2 separate regions of the Anser cygnoides genome follow, and region 2 is linked to region 1. The links are chromatin contacts, called in public Hi-C maps. All regions are on one chromosome and are shown on one strand. The core of a region is the stretch at or near the end of the contact, and the rest is flanking DNA. Distances in the headings are between cores, read along the strand shown. Region 1 holds the start of TBX2 (T-box transcription factor 2). Region 2 overlaps BCAS3 (BCAS3 microtubule associated cell migration factor).

The links. Hi-C and Micro-C count contacts between places; a contact is called where the count stands out from the background.
Region 2: a Hi-C map of liver shows a contact between it and region 1, with 1.7 times the contacts expected there. The contact joins the enhancer-like site here to the promoter of TBX2 in region 1. A contact is called at or near these places in 4 of 7 Hi-C or Micro-C datasets (granulosa cells and liver).

What each region holds. Positions count from the first base shown.
Region 1 is chr18:10,241,938-10,249,768 of Taihu_goose_T2T_genome, reverse strand. It overlaps TBX2 (T-box transcription factor 2), which reads left to right and starts at 4,720. Exons shown (of 7, transcript XM_048074274.2): 1 at 4,720-5,720; 2 at 6,431-6,698. The coding sequence starts at 5,356.
Region 2 is chr18:10,281,938-10,289,768 of Taihu_goose_T2T_genome, reverse strand. All of the region lies in intron 23 of BCAS3 (BCAS3 microtubule associated cell migration factor), which reads left to right. Among named protein-coding and RNA genes, the nearest start is that of TBX2, 41 kb to the right of the region's middle. Within about 2 kb of position 4,193, at least 1 of the 3 cell types and tissues checked has open chromatin away from gene starts, as enhancers often do. A contact at or near this core is called in liver, where this site is marked.

The DNA.
Region 1 (7,831 bases), core at 3,471-5,970:
GCACAGGGCCCAGCGCAGGGCCCCGACGTGGGCGAGCCGCGGCTGTCGGGGGGCTTGCTGGCTCCCTCCCCGCTGTGCCCGCCGCCATCCAGGTCAGACTGCTCAACGGTCCCAAATCCTCACTTTTAATCCCGCAAAGGAAGGGGGCGGGAGCTGTAACAGCATTATTTGATCAAATAACGTCGTTCGCTAATCTCTTTTATTTAAGAGATGAACCGGCCACGCAGCGCCGCGCTGCCTCCTCCGGCCCCCCCCTCCCGGGACCGGTTTCTCTCGGGAAACCCGGCTGAAAACCGGGGCCCCGGCACCCCCGAACGGCGACGCCGCCCCTCGGGGCTCCGGGGCTCCGCGCCGCCCTGGGACCGGAGCGCGCCCCGTCGGGGCCGAGCCGCCGTCACGCGTGGCGGGGGGGGGGGGGGGGCTCGGATCTGGCCGCCGCTCGCCCCCGGCCCCATCCCATTACGGCGATGAGGCGGCGGTAATGCCATTAGCCCGGGGATTACGCGCCCGCGCCGGGATGTGACACACTTTCTCAAATGGAAGTTTTTTAAACAGAGGGATTTGCATGATCCCCCCCAACACACCACCACCCCGCCCGCCCCGTCCGCGCTGCCGCCCGCCCCCCGCGGTGCCAGCTCGGGTTTCACGCCGCGGGGACCCCCCCCCCCCGCGGGCCCGGCCCGTCACCCTACAAGGGAACGGGATCGGGGCGGGCGAGGCGCCGGGCCTCGACGGGGGGAGCCGGGCAGCCCCGACGGGGGGAGCCGGGCAGCCCCGGGGTGCGGGGCCGGGCGGGGGTCACGCCGCCCCCTCGCAGGGAGGGAGCTCCGCAATTAAAAAATAAAATCAAACGAGCGGCGGGGCTCGGCTCACAGCAGCGCGGAGGTAACGAGGGCGGGGGGGCCGCGGAGGATGCGCCCCCCACCCCCAGCCCACCGTGGGCCGCCCGGCCGGGCCGGGGTCACTCGCCGCCCGCCCTGACAAGCGGGCTGGGAAATGTGTTTATAAGTGGTTCAAACTCTGGATAAACTTCAGCGGCGTTTGTGTCTGCGTCTCCCCGCGTGTTGTTATTTTCCAGAAATCTGGATTACTGGAAATATTTTCTTTAAAGCAGGAGAGAAATCTAAACAGTCTGGGGGCAAAGGGGGGATTCGGGGGGGGGGGCGGCCCGGGGGCTGCCGGGGCTCCGCGGGTTTCCCCTCGCACCGGGGCCGGTGTGGGATAAAAACCCACCGAGAGGGGCCCGGTTACTGCCCGGGATGTGCCGGGCACCGGCCCCTCCCCGACCCACCTGCAGGGCCGCCGCCCCCCGACGGGCACCTGAGCGGGGTGGGGGCCTCTCCCTGCCACCCCTCGGTTTTTCCTTCCCAGGTGGAGCCGGGGAGGCGCGGCCGGGCAGGGAGTGGGGCCGGGGCAGCTCCGGGGCTCCGGGCCGCCCCTCGCCCCCTCCCCGCTTCCCCCGGCCCTGCTCCCCGCTGCCTCCGTCGGGGTGCAAGAGGGGTGCGTGGGAGCTGGGGGGACCCGGGGCCGCTGTGTCCCGGGGGTGCCGGCCCCCGACGGCACGTCCGCGGCTGGGGCCAAGGGCTCCCCCCGGGGCCGGGGGGTGCAGCTCCCACCCCGCACCTGCGGAGCTGCTCCGGCCCGCCCGGGCGGAGGCGTCGAGTGGCCGCAGGTGTGTCCGAGGGGAGCGCCCAGCCCTGCCATCTGCATCGGGAAGGGGGCCCCGACGGCCCGCCCTGGGCACGGGGAGACGGCTTCGTTCCGGGCCGGGCCCCCCTCCCGCGCAGCCCCGTCGGGGGGAGCGAGCCCCGGGGCGCGGGGCCGCGGCGGAGCCGGGAGGAGGGGAAGGCGGAGGCCCGGCTGCTTGTGAGAATTGTTATTTTTCATCAATCACCCGCAATTTGTGTAAGTGCCCCGGACAGGACACCAGCCGTCCTGCTGGCTGGGGTCACGGAGACAACACAGCGATGGAGAAGAGCAAACTGCATTTGCTCACCAGCTCACAGATCCAAATTACGGCCCTCGCATGGCGCGGGGAAGGGAGCGAAAGGTCCATGTGACATGAGGGAAATATGAAGGACTTTGACAGGTCTTAAACGGCCTGGCGCCAAGGCCTAAGTCTACCGGCTAAAAATAGAAAAGGGATGATGAGTGGAGATGGGCAGAGATGAAAGGGAAGAGCGAGCGGGGCCGCGGCGGCGCGGGTGGGGCGCGGGGGCGGCCGGGCCGGGCCGGGCCGATCCCCCCGAGCTGAGCCGGGCCCGTCCCGTCCCGTCCCGTCCCCACGGGGCGTCCCGGCCGCCGCTGCCCCGGCCCGGGGAGCGCTCGGCGGCGGAGAGCCGGGCAGGGCAGGGCAGGAGGCCGCGGCTCTCCTTCCCCAGGGCCGCTCATTGCCGAGGCCGCGTTGGGTTTTGCCCGGCCGCATCGCGCCGCCCTCCCCGTCCGTGGGCGCAGGCTCCTGGGGTCGCTTTCGCGTCCGTCGGGGCCGTGGAAACGGTGCCCGGCTCTCCTCAGCCCCCACCCCGCTGTCCCCCCGACGGGCGCGGCACAGAGGGTCGGGGAGACGAGGCTGCTCTGCATCGGTTTTTATTCTGCAGGCGAGGGCGTTTACGACGTTACAACGGTGCGGGGGGCGGCGGCCGGGGGCGGCAGGCCCTGTGCCGGCGGAGAGGCGACGTTTCCTGGCGGGGTCGCGGCTGCAGGCAGGGCCCGGTGGGCTGCGCCCCGCCGTTCCCCTCGGAGGTGGCCGCGGGTCGCCGTCGGGGCCGCGGGAGAGTTGCCCCCGGCGTGGGGCAATGCGAGGCTCCGGGATCGCTTTGCGAGGGGGAAGGAAAACACAACAAAACAAAACAAACAAACAAAACGGGGGGGAGGGGGGGGGTAGAGGGGAGTAGGAAGAAAAAAAGCCCGAGCAAGCCCCATTTTTGCCAAGGCTGCTGTCAGCACATTTCCGCGGTGGCGAGGAAGCAAAGTCCAAAGCAGGTCTAAATTTCAAACCCCGCTCGCCACCTCGCCCTGTTCAATGGTCAGCGGGACCCCCCCGGCCCCACCGCCCCTCACGGCGGCCGGGACCGGCACGGGCAGCCCCGGAGCGGCCGCGCTGTGGCCGCCCCGTCGGGGGCCGGGCGGCGAAGATGAACCTGCGGCGGGGGGAGCGGCCCCGGGGACAGCCGAGGCTCTGCTCGGGGCTCTCGGCGACGCCGGGAGGGCAGCGACCAGGGCTTGCTGTCAGCAGGATGAGCCTTAGTGGGGGCAGAAAGAGGGGAGAGGAGGCGGCGGGGACGGGGGTACCCGGGCGTCCCCGCGTCCCACCCTGCGCGGGAGCAGCGCAGCGCGGCCCCGAGGGGACAGCGGCCGCCGGAGCAGGACGGGGGCGGCTTCGGCCGCGCCTCGCTGCGCGTCCGCGGAGCGGTGGGGCCGGGGGGGGCGGGCCGGGGGGCAGAGGAGGGGGCCCGCCTCCGCTCCCCCCGTCCCGTCTGGCCGCAGAGCAGGCGGCGGGGGCAGGAGCCTTGTAAGGCACGCAGGGCGCTTTTTGAAGATTTGGGGGTAAATATGAAGTGACAAGAGACGGGTCTTTATTGTGAGGGCTCAGCCGCCTGGCGCCAGGGCCCTCTTCAGCCACCGCAGCCCTCAGTTAATCAGCGCAGATCTCCAAACGGACCTCTCCGCGGGGACACCCACCGCGCCCGCCGCCCCCCCCGGGCCCCGGCGCGGCGGGACCGGCCCTAATCCCTCTGCAAACAGCCCCGGCATTTCCCCCTCCGCCTTATCTGCCTCCCCCCGCCCGGGTAAACAGCCCCTCCGGCCGGCCAGAGCAGCGCCAACCCCGGGGGCCGCGGCCCCGACGGCTGGGGCGGCCCCGGGGGCCCGGCCTCCCGCTGCCCGCCCGGCTCCTCGCGGGGCGCCCCGACGGCGGGGTCCGCGCCCCGTCCGTGCGCTCAGGGCTCCTGGCGGGACCCCCCCACACGCACCCGTCCGTCGGGGCGGGGGGCGAGGGGGGGAGCGGGAGCGAGGGCAGGGCGCGAGTGTCCGCCACTCACCCGCGCTGGAGCTCGCCGCTCGGGCCTCGCCGCCTGCAGCTCTCCCACGGCCCGGCCGCGCCGACGGGGCCGCGCTCCCGGCGGCCTCCCCCGAGCCCGGGCCGCCCCGTCGGCGGGGCGCGGAGCGGGGCGGGCCCCACCTTGATCCTCTTTCCAGGATCTGTCGTAAGACGGCAGCCGCCGAGCTCCGGCCCCCCCCTCAACCCCCCCCCCACCCAACCCGCCGCCCCCGCCCACCCCCCTCCGCCCCCGCCCGGGGCTGCGCGGCCGCGGAAAGCTGCGGGGCGGCCCCCGGCCCCCCCCCCCCCCGGCCCCGCTCCGCGCTCCGCCGCGGTGGCTCCGCGCTGTCCCCGCACCGGCGGCCGCCGCTCCCCGGCCGCGGCGCAGCCAGGGCTGACCCGGTATGCGGAAAGGAGCCGGGGGTGGGATTTCGAGCACTTTTCTCTGTCATTGGTTAATATTTTATTCTGTTGACATGTTTTCTTACTGCCGATGCTTCCGACACCTTCTTCTTTTTTTTTTTTTCCTTTCTTTTTTTTTTTTTCCCTTCTTCCCGTCCTCCCTCCCTCCCTCCTCGCCCCCCCCCCCGCCCCCCCGCGCCCGGAGCTTGGCCGGAGCTGTCAAAACCACGCCTATGCAGATCCACAATTGGTCTGAAACGCGTAAAATCAGCAATCAAGGGGGCTTGGCTCATTAGCGGGCGGATCAGAGCAGGAAGGACATGTGAGATAGTCACAGTTTTACAGAGATCACGACAAGATCTAACCGTTTCCACCCGGGCTCCTTGAGCCATGAGCAGCCCTCGCCCGAGCGCCGGCCGCGGGGCGCGCAGCGGTGCCGGGGCGCAGGCCGGGCCCGCGGGGGTGTGAGGGCAGCGCGGCCGCCCCTGCCCGCGCCCCCGCCCCGCTCTCGGTGCCGGTTCAGCGCCGGGAAGGACTTCGCCGGGAGGGCTTTTTGCCCTCGCTCGCTCTCCCTCGCTGCGACAACAACAACAAAAAAATAAGGACCTACTGTCTCCCCTCCGCAGACCGGGAGTCCCAGGAGCCGGGAACTGCCTCTCGCTTTTTTTTTCTTCTTCTTCTTCTTTTTTTTTTTTTTTTTTTCCCAGATCTAGTTCCGCTGTTTTTCGGCTTTTTTTTTTTTTTTGTGTGCGTTTTTTATTTTTGCTGTTGATTTTTCCTTCCTCTTCCAGAGACTCGAGCGAGTTCGCTGGGCAGGAGAGACAAAAAATACTACTACTAATAATAACAATAATACACACACACGTTTTTGTAAAGGGAATCCCTCTTTTTCTCCTGGATTTGTGGATGCACCGATGAGAGATCCAGCCTTCCCAGGGACTGCCATGGCTTACCACCCCTTCCACGCACCCCGGCCGGCCGACTTCCCCATGTCCGCCTTCCTCGCAGCCGCCCAGCCTTCCTTTTTCCCCGCTCTGGCTCTGCCTCCGGCGGCGCTGGCTAAGCCCATGCCGGACCCCGGGCTGGCCGGGGCGGCCGAGGCCGGGCTGCACGTCTCGGCCCTGGGACACCACCACCAGGCAGCCCATCTGCGCTCGCTCAAGAGCCTGGAGCCCGAGGAGGAGGTAGAGGACGACCCCAAAGTGACGCTGGAAGCCAAAGAGCTTTGGGACCAGTTTCACAAGCTGGGCACCGAGATGGTGATCACCAAGTCGGGAAGGTAAGAGCCGGCCCCGCGCAGCCCCGCGCAACCCGCCCGCACCTGCGGGGCTGCGCAGCGCCCTCGCCCCCCGGCCCCAGCCCTTCCCCGCCGCTCGCCCAGCTCGCCCCGGGGAATTCACCCCGGGCGACAGTCGATGGGGTTTCGATGCCGGCAGTTTTCGGAGGTATTTAACCCCCCCCGCCAGCTATCCCCCCCCCAGCCCCCCCAGTTATTACTTTTTAAAGCGCGGTCCCAAATGAAATTAGTGCGCGCTAATTGAGCGCCCGCAATCCCCCGCTGCATTTGTTTACGCCGCTCTCGGCGGCTCCTCGCCGCCCGCAGCTTTTCCTGCCCCTGCCAAACTTTCCCCGCCGCCGGGGTCGGCCCCGGCCCCGCTGCCGGCCCCGGAGGAGGCAGAGGAGGGCAGCGAGAAGGGGCTCGGTCCGGGGATCCCCTTGGGCTCTGCCCTCTATTTCTTGGAAGGGGATTTGAAGCTTTTTCCCCTCTTTCTTCCCCTATGGGCGCAGCCGAGCGGGGTGAGAAGGAGCAGGGCCTGCCGGCCGTGCCAAAGGCTGGGAAGCCGCGGGGCGAGCTGAAGAAACCCCCCCGTGTTTCGGAGGGGCCGGGCGGTGCGGGGCTGCCGGGCCGGGCCGGGGGCCGCGGCCGTCGGGGGTCGCGCACCGGGCGGGAGGGCGCCGCGCCCTGCACCGCTGTGCGTCTCTCCGCAGGAGGATGTTCCCCCCGTTCAAGGTGCGGGTGAGCGGCCTGGACAAGAAGGCCAAGTACATTTTGCTCATGGATATAGTTGCGGCCGACGACTGCCGGTACAAGTTCCACAACTCCCGCTGGATGGTGGCCGGCAAGGCCGACCCGGAGATGCCCAAGCGCATGTACATCCACCCCGACAGCCCGGCCACCGGCGAGCAGTGGATGGCCAAGCCCGTCGCCTTTCACAAGCTCAAGCTCACCAACAACATCTCGGACAAGCACGGCTTTGTAAGTGTGGCCGCGGGGACGAGCGGAGCCCCCGGGCGCGGACCCCCCGGGCCAGGCGCTGAGCCCGGCCCCGCTGCGCCCGAGGACGGCCGGGGGGAGCCGCGGGGCTTTACCGGCCCCCCCCCCGGCAAAAGCACGCCCGGGCCCGGGCTGGACGGCGGGGCCTTGCCGGGCCTTGCAGCGGCCGGGCTGTCTCGCAGCCCTCCCCGATCCTTGCTCCCGGCCGCCCCGGCAACGGCTCCCCCCGGGGGGAACGGAGACCGGGCCGCGGGGGGGCTCGGGGTCCCTTGGGCTCTCGCATGCCGCCCCCCGACCCGTCCTGCCGGCTCTGCCCGGCCGCGGGGCTCGGCGGGGAGCAGGAACCGGGGAGGCGCAGCCTGGGGGGCGCGGACGGGGTCGGCCCGGGGGCGGCGAGGGCAGCCCCGACGGGGCGGCAGGGCTGGGGCGTTGCGGCCGGGCAGGTGCAGCCCCGGACGTCCCTGCGGGCCGGGCCGGGCCGAGCCGAGCCGGGCAGAGGGGTGCTGGAAGCGGCGGCACCTGCGCTGGGGTTGCGCGGCCGGGAGCTGAGCCGGAGCCGTTGGCAGCAGCGGCTCCGCACCGGCTGCGTCTGAAAGGCTCCAAACGGGTCTGTTTATTCCCCTATTGATCACATCTGCATCACCTCCCGGAGGGGAAAAACAAAAAACAAAACAAAAAAAAAAGGAAAAGAAAAAAAATACATACAAACAAACCAAAAAAAAGGAGAGGGAGAGAGAAAGAAAGAAAGAAATGGAGGCGTGTTGGCAAGCTGCAGAAAGCAGGAGCAGGGCTGCAGGGGAGCGGGGTCCTGCGTGAAGGCGAAGGGGGAAAAAAAATCTCAGCGAACGAGCGAGCTGTCTTAGCGTCTGGGCGAGCGTTTGGGGCGATAAAGGGAAAGTTCCTCGGCCCGTCCTTGTGCTCTGGGGACTGGAGGTCCTGAGGCCTCGGTGCTGCTCTGCCCGCAGCGCCCGGAGCGCGGCCAGGTGCGGGGAGCGGCTGCCGAGAAAGTCTTCTCCCCTCTCTCTTATTATTTTTCTTCTTATTTTAAGGCAGGAAACGGTGTGTTTGTTAAATAATACATTGCGAGGCTATTTATAGGCAGCAAGGTAAATCGA
Region 2 (7,831 bases), core at 2,944-5,443, 41 kb before region 1:
TTCAGCATTATGTTCTCTGTTTCTATTACACAAAAAAAAGTCTCCTATTACAGTGTGAGTGATATATTAGGATATAGCACAGTTCCAATGTTTTTTCAACGCTAAGACTTTTTTAATTCAAGTGAAACAATCAAAATTAAATTCCTTGGCTCAGACAGTTACCACTAATTCTTAAGCAATATGACAAATCCACAGTTTTGTCTCAAATTGTAACATAAGATCTTAGTTATCCAGTAAACCCTGATGAGTTGTCAGGTCTTTCCTTACATGTGGGTAAATGAGTCATCTATAATGTGTCCTCTGTACCTGCATATATGTATGCATCTGCACATGCTGCAAGATTGATAATAAGCATGATAAGTCTTGCTGTTTTCTTAAGGGAAGTAACGAGGAATTATCGAAGTCCCTCCAGTGGAATTGGCACATTGGAGGTGAAGCCACTAAGACAGGGTATGCCTGCAAACTGTTTCAAAGGGTTAAGAGAGGACTTGGCATGTCAATGCGAAGCAAATCAGGATCATTATGTAGCATCACAGAGATACCAGATGTATCCTCTATGCTTCTTATGCAGCTTTTCCCAATGGAGCCAATACAAAGACTTGGGCATTGTAAAATTGCAGGTTTTATTCAGACGAGAAGTAAAACAAAATAGACTTGTCTAAAGAAGCCTTCACCGAGATTTAATGGAATTCAGTTTGTGTTTAAATTTCCTAGGCATTGTTGAAAATCTCGTTAATAATCATCTTATTGTAAACTTAACTAAGTCCTAGGTCTGTGGAGAGCGGGAATTTTTACCAGGAGAAAAAAAGTCACTAGATTTTCTAATTTTAGTCAGGACTGAGTATTATGAGTATGCGAATACCACAAGAAAACATTTCCAACCCCGCACAAACTAAAAAGTGCCGCAGATCTGTTGTGAATCCTTTTTTAATGAAATTTCCAGACGTAGAGGTTGAAGGACCATCAGGTGAGGCGCCTGATGTGCAGAGCAGTGGCTTGGGGTGCACACACAGCCCTGACAGCCCTGGCGCTCTGCAGAGCTCTCTTCTTGAGGATACTCCACTGTACGTCAGGATTAAATGCAAAGAAAAGTTAATCTCTAGGAAGGCTTGGGGCTGACTGTAGCATTCCGGACTTTTTCCGGGCATTCTGATACTGCAAAGCTGTGAAGAGTTAAAATATGCAAGAATCTCACTATTCTAGGGGAAAACGGTATTTTCCCTGATAATGTATTTTTTTAATGAAAAGGCTATTTTGTTTTTAAGATGATAATAGCATTCAGTTCTGGTGTAGTTCCTTTTTTTTTTTTTTTTTTTTTTGCTTTTTGACCACTACAGAAGTGGCATGCAGTATTGCAGGAGGTGTACAAATGCACTCCTTTTATTTTTCAATGCACCACATCCCTCAGCTTGCAGCTGAGTTGCACCTTCCCCGTGGGCACCTGCAGCGGGCCAGGAGCTGGCCCCGTGGCAGAGCCAGCACTTGCCACCAGCCCCCGTGTCACGCTTTTCAGCAAGGGCCGGTGCTTCTGGTACTGCAAAACTGCACCATAAATATCCCCGATGACACCAAATGCACATTTTTTCATTTTATCTTAGAAGTCCTGCCTTGGATAGATGTCACATCCCGCCTCCTGTTTCCGAACCATCAGGGCTCTCTCCCTTGTCCTTTCGCTAACCCCCGTGCCTTTCGGGAAGCCAGGAGCTCGGCCACGTGTACAGGAGCCATCTGCGACGCGCGGGCGCTTCGGGTGGCTGTGCTCAGCTTTTGCTAGCCTGGGTCTCGGTGGCGGAGCAGGGCCGGTGCCGTGCGGGTCCCTCGTTTGGTGGCCGGGCGTGCGGCCGCGGGCTGGTTGCAGCACCCCTTGGGCTGGCATGGAGCGGAGTCTTAGGGAGCATTCGAGGCGAAGGCAGGGTTTAATAAATATACTTAATCATTTATATTTTGACCTTAGCCCAGACTCATACTCAGACGTAGAAAGCTGAAAGTTGAAAACGTACTTTGTCAAGGCTCCTTTGGCTGATGCAGTGGTAAAACAGGGCAGCCTTGCTCTGAGGAAAGGCAGATCCTTCAGAAAGGAGAGTAAAAGGTCAAAACTAATCCAAAAGGACAAGCAGTGTATGTCTGTGTGTATATTGGGTTTCACATATGAAATCCAGTCATGATAAATCTGATGGCTTTAGAAACATCTACTTTGATTAATGAAAACATAGTTCCCATAGACCGTGGGTTTCATACTTCAAAGTTCTCCTGGATTTAGGACCTTAGGTTTTGCTTATTCATATAACATGCAGGAAACTATTTTTAAATGAATAAGGGAGTTTAAAAAAAAAGGCAAATGTTTCAACATCGGAGGTAGAGAAAGACTGGATAATAAGGAGCAAAATTAACAAACAGCAGACATTTTATTATGCATTTTACAATAATGTTTACATTCTTTCCTCTATATTTGTTTTTCCTTGAAAAGATTTATGTATTTATAAAAATATCTCACTGTTCCAGCTCTGAAAATTGCAGCCTCCCTCACATTTGAAAGCCTTCACGATTGCTGTGATCGCTGGCCATGTTCCTAGGCATCTGAACCGCTTCTCCCCGGCCCGTGGTTAACCCTTTGCGCAGGGGGGAAGGAGACGGCTTTGGCTGGGCAGTGGGGAGGAGGAGGAGGGCGAGACGGCCCCCAGGGACCCGCCGAGCTCCCACCGCAGCACTGGGACAATCCTGCCCATTGCAATCCATTGCTGCTGCCGGGCTCGCTCCTCCCGGCCCCTTCATGCTTGCCTCGAGCTCGTTTAGAAACAATTACAGAGGAATAAGCAGCATTTTCGTTTGCAAGTCTGCCGTGCGCTGAGGAGGCACGCAGGAACCTCTCGGCCACGGCAGCCTCGCTTATCTGAAAGTTCAAAGGGATTTGAAAGTGTTCGCTGCCTGTGGGACCGGGCACCCCGGTTGAAGCCTCCATTAATTAAATGCACTCACAGGATACAGAGCTGGTGAGTAATGTCCTGTTTATAGCAGAAGTGAGCGATTCTGGAAAAAAAGAAACACTGTGGGAGGGAAGATGACAGGGAAATAGAGTTACTCGCAAAGGCTGCAGCCTCTGCCATCGTTTCCCAGGGCACTGCTGGCACTCACAGCCCCAGCTCAGAGCCGAGCACAGGTGAGTTTTGTCAGCTGAGGGGCACATCCCGCATCAGGATGGGAAGGAGGTGTGCGATCCGGCCATCAGAGGCCAGCATCTGAGCATGCACACGTCCAGAAGCCCAGCGAGTGGCAGGTCGGGGTAAAGCTGCGTCCTCCCCAACCAAGAGAGGAATCTGCGCAGCTCCCCCAAGGGCGAGCACTTGGTGCTGCTGCTTTGCAGCTTTCCCCCTGGAGTAACGAGGTTACAGCATGGAAGTGAATTGGCAAACCCTGTAGGAAAGTTCAACCATTAATATTTAAACGGAGTATGTTATAATTTGACTGACTACTTGGGGCGAGGAATTTCCATGTGCTCGTTCTTAATACACCCATGGGGTTCTCGCTCCCAGCCCAGGCTGTTCTGGGCAGCACGGTCACGCTGGCACCGCAGTTCTGGTGCCTTAGGTCCAGGAGGGCCTGGGGCTCCCTTCAGCGTCCCCTCCTGCTTCCTAAATGGCCCCAGCAGGAGCGGCGTGGGCGCAGGCAGCAGCATGGGCACAGGCAGCCCCATTCTGCTCCTTCCGACACCACCTCCAGCTCCCCCAGGGCCTGCCCCTCCCGGAGAGCAGCCTGGGTCGAGCCCACGGCTCCTTCCCAAGAAGGACGCATCTTTTGTTGGTTAAAATTGGCAGGCCGTTTCCTTTACTATTTACTCTGTTATTTTTGCTCACACGTATGTTGCAATATGCAAGGTGAGGCTCAAAACTGTCAAGCTCTTTAATAGAACCATTACTGTATTTTTGGAGAACGTACTCTTTTTGATTTACTGTTCCTTAGAAGACAGGAAATGGAGCTACTTGATTTCATACTTTAAACAAAGCCGTCCAGAGGTTTAATGAAAAAAATTTCCCCTGGCTTTCGAATTAAAGGGCTATGGTGAAAGATTTAGCTTGGCTATTTTGACTTAGAAAAATAACATACTAGAAGCATTAAAATATTTTGTAAAAATACTTTTTAGTACTAGATTTTTCAGAGAAAATAACCTTCTCTGGTTTTCTCGGTCTTCGGTCGGTAGGGCTAGCTGTGAAAGGAAAGGACGTTTCCAAGGTTTGGGTGTTTTTCTTTCCTTCTGTAGAATTTATTTTCCTTTTATATTAAAAGCCTTGAAACAATTGCAACGCTGAAGACAAATTCTGTGCTTCTAAGCAAGGTAGTTTGGTATGAGTAATGGCAGAAGCCTTTGCCATTAGCAAAACGCGAGCAGCGTGAGGCAGAAGGACGCAGAGCCTAATCCTGTGCTGCCCGGCAGCAGCGGGAGGAAAGGGCAGTTCTCCTCGGGAGGCAAATGTCAGTGGAAGGCCAGAAGTGGGAGATCGGTATCAGGAGAAAATGGGTTTTAATAGGAAAATGCTGCGTGTGGAGCAGAATTAGCTTGGAGTGTCTGGGGCGGTAGAAAGCTAAACACGCTGGAATTGCAACACAAAGCACTTTCGACCTAGATGTTCAAGCCAAGGTTTCTGCTTGTTCCATTTGGTTTGATTTGACTTTGTTTTTTATTTGTAGCGCAGTGGATCTGGGATGGAGCTTGGGCATCGTACAAAGCAGGCTGATGGTCTTAATTTCCACCCAGTTTCATCTTCAGTAAATAAGGGGAGAAGGAAACGTTCTGCTAGCTTGAAAGCACCGTGCCGCAGGATGAAATATTGACACAAGTTAGTCGCCGGGATTTTTTTCAGTGACTTCAGTGAGGTTTCAGCAGGATTTCACTAGTAATTGCTCGGCTAAAATAATACCCAGTTTTCTTTTGCAGTTGTTTCTGCAGTAATAGCTCCGTATAGGTGGAACCTGTTCCACCATCAGAGGAGCTGTGGCAGGTCTGGGGGACAGAAGGAAGGCTGGATTTCACACGTCAAGGTCTTACATTCGCGGCTGTCAGTAAGATTTCAGCAGTTTATCAGAGAACGCACCCGGCAACGCCTGCCTTCTCTCAGCCCCTCGGTAATCCTTGGGATCGGCAGGAGGCTTCCTCTGGCGCGCTGCTCCGGCGCTGCTGCTCCGGCTTTGGGGTTGGGGCGTTCGGAGCAGGACACTGCTCTGAGATGTATTTGTAAACTTCTCTCTGGCCGACGATGAGAAATTTGATACGTTATCAACTGAGATGCTAGGACTGGCGAAGAGAGAGCAAGGCGGACAGAAAAAGAGATTGCAATTTAATAAATAGCAAAGATACGGTTAGCTGCTATCAGTTTAAATTTAATGCCATTAACTCTTGTGCATTTGGTAATGATGTATGTAGGACAAAGCACCCAAAGGCTACCGGGGAGTCACCAGCCTGGCTGTGGTTTCATGCACTTCACAGAAGAATTTTTCCAAGGCATAAAAATACCCAGGACTTCATTCTGCCTTGAGAAAATGGTTTTCCTCCGATACATCTGCTGTCTGTCAATGCAGCAGCAAGAAGACGAGGAAGGGCCATGACAATCGCTCTTGTTCTTCCTGAAGCAGCTTTTTTTTTTTTTTTTTTTTTTTCTTTTTTTACATCAGAGAGGTACAGAGCCAGTCGTTTGGGCTTCGTGGTACCAAAGGACCTGCCTGTCTTAAGCAAGGTCACATTTTCTCCCCACACGCTCTGTGTAACCTAGGTTACAACCAATTTAATAGATGTATATATTGAAATAGGGAGGAATTGGTGGACTCCAGGACAATACCTGATGGTGCAGATCCCACCTCTGCCCCACTGCTGGTTACGCAGTGATGCCTGCGTGGTACGGTCATGGCTGGGGAATCATCGCTGGGTGCCTGGACAGGAATCGTATTGCCAGATGTGTGCTTGTAACATGCAAAGGGAGTCAAAAGGGAGGGAAGATAAAAACTAGAGCTTCACCAGCCTTTCAGTTTTTTACAAGAAAGCTTTCTGTGCAGTTAATCCCTCTAACCTGCATTTACATTAACACTCACACCTCACACGTTGCTGCTAAGAAGTTTTGGCAGCTCCTGGCCCTGATTGCAGAGGTAACGCTACACTTGTCTCCTTTGCTCTCACTCAAGTATCTCTGGAACCAGAGACCAGCACTCTATGAAGTTTCTCCTTGTACACGTATGCAGTCATCTTGGCAGAGCTTCAAAAGCCATTTGCCTTATTATTCATATGTCTGCTTATAGGAGCAGAAATGCTCCCATTTCTCACTTTCAAAATAAGAGCAGACCCTAGCAAAGAAGGGATTTCTCCTTGGCATTTCAGGCACAGCAGTGCGAATCCGTGGGAGCTTGCCATCACCCCGCTGCCACGCTGGGCTTTGTGGGTGCGGGTTTAGAAGCCCCCCGGTAGCTCTCCAGGGACATGAACAGCCATAGGGTAAATGCCTGAAACCGGTGGGCTCCTGGAGTATAAGCAGAGTGGGGATCTCAGGGCCTCATGAAATCCCACGAAGGATGACTTGAAAAAGAAACTTTCAAAAAAGACCAAATTTCGCTTTTCCTCCTGCAGTTAGGATAGCTGACAACATGGAAATGTTGCAGAGACCGAAACATAATAGAAATTACTTAGCCTCCTCACTGCATTTTCTCAAACAAGCTTCAAGAACCCTTGCCTTAAAACAAATTAGTAGACTGAAGTAACCTTATAAATCCAAAGACCCATTAAAAAGTTGAAATATTTGGTCATTCCTCCTCTCGGTTCAAACTGGGATTCATCCAGAGTTCAAGTGCGTGTATCACACAAGAGCCATGGTCCCATTTTGTAGAGGTCCATTTTAGTGTTGATGGTTTTCTAGTGCCAGGAATCTACTCTGCAGCCAGGCAGAGAGATAAATCAAAGTTGTGCGCGCTGATGAAATTCAGGAGCCAGAAGTCACCATTGCAGCCCATATAAATCCCTGAATGCCAGCCCTTGTGCTTTTGTCCATGCCATTAGAGTTCAAAATTATCTGCCCCTCTTTGCTGATGTATGGATTAACCGGCTGCCCGAGTGTTTACTAACGGTTATCACCCAGTACTTTGGACGTTATCAGAGGAAGGGACGCCTGCCGCAGGGCTTGGTCTCTCACCCTTTCTATTACCACCTGTCAGTGGCAGAGAGTGTGCTGTGAAGCTGTACAGTCACAGAGTACAAGTGTAGATAGTTTCTGACGGCTGATCAAAGGGGAAAACCAAAGGCCTGATAACAAGGACGTGTTTCATGTACTTTTAACTTTGAGAAACATTGGCATTTGCATTTTTTCCCCTCTGCAGGCTGGCAGAAACCAGGCACAATAAATGCTGCATATTCAGTTACCTAATAGTTGAGTAAATGGTATGTGCTTGAAGCAACAAAGCATAACTGTAATCTTGTTCCAAGTGGGAATGATTTAAGTAAGCCTTTGCAGAAGACTTGCCGTATAATAAAGTAGAATAATTTTAATTTGTACTTTGAAGTGATCTTGAATTCAGAATCTAATCTTTGTATTCAGCAGAACATCGTATACTGTTGTGAATGAGGTAATAACTGTAAGCTAAGGAATTACTTTCAGTATCTTTTGTAGGTACGTGCACTCTGTCATCATAGCCAGCATCCTCAGCAAAGCACTGCTGATGAAAGAGTCTCTGTTAGCTCAAGTTGCAGGTAAAATTTCACCGTACAGGGACAGAAAATCCACATATCTAGGCTGAAAGAAGGGCTCACTTTTTTCCTTCAGTAAACGTACTTTGAACACAAAGCAGAAAGTAAGCAAGC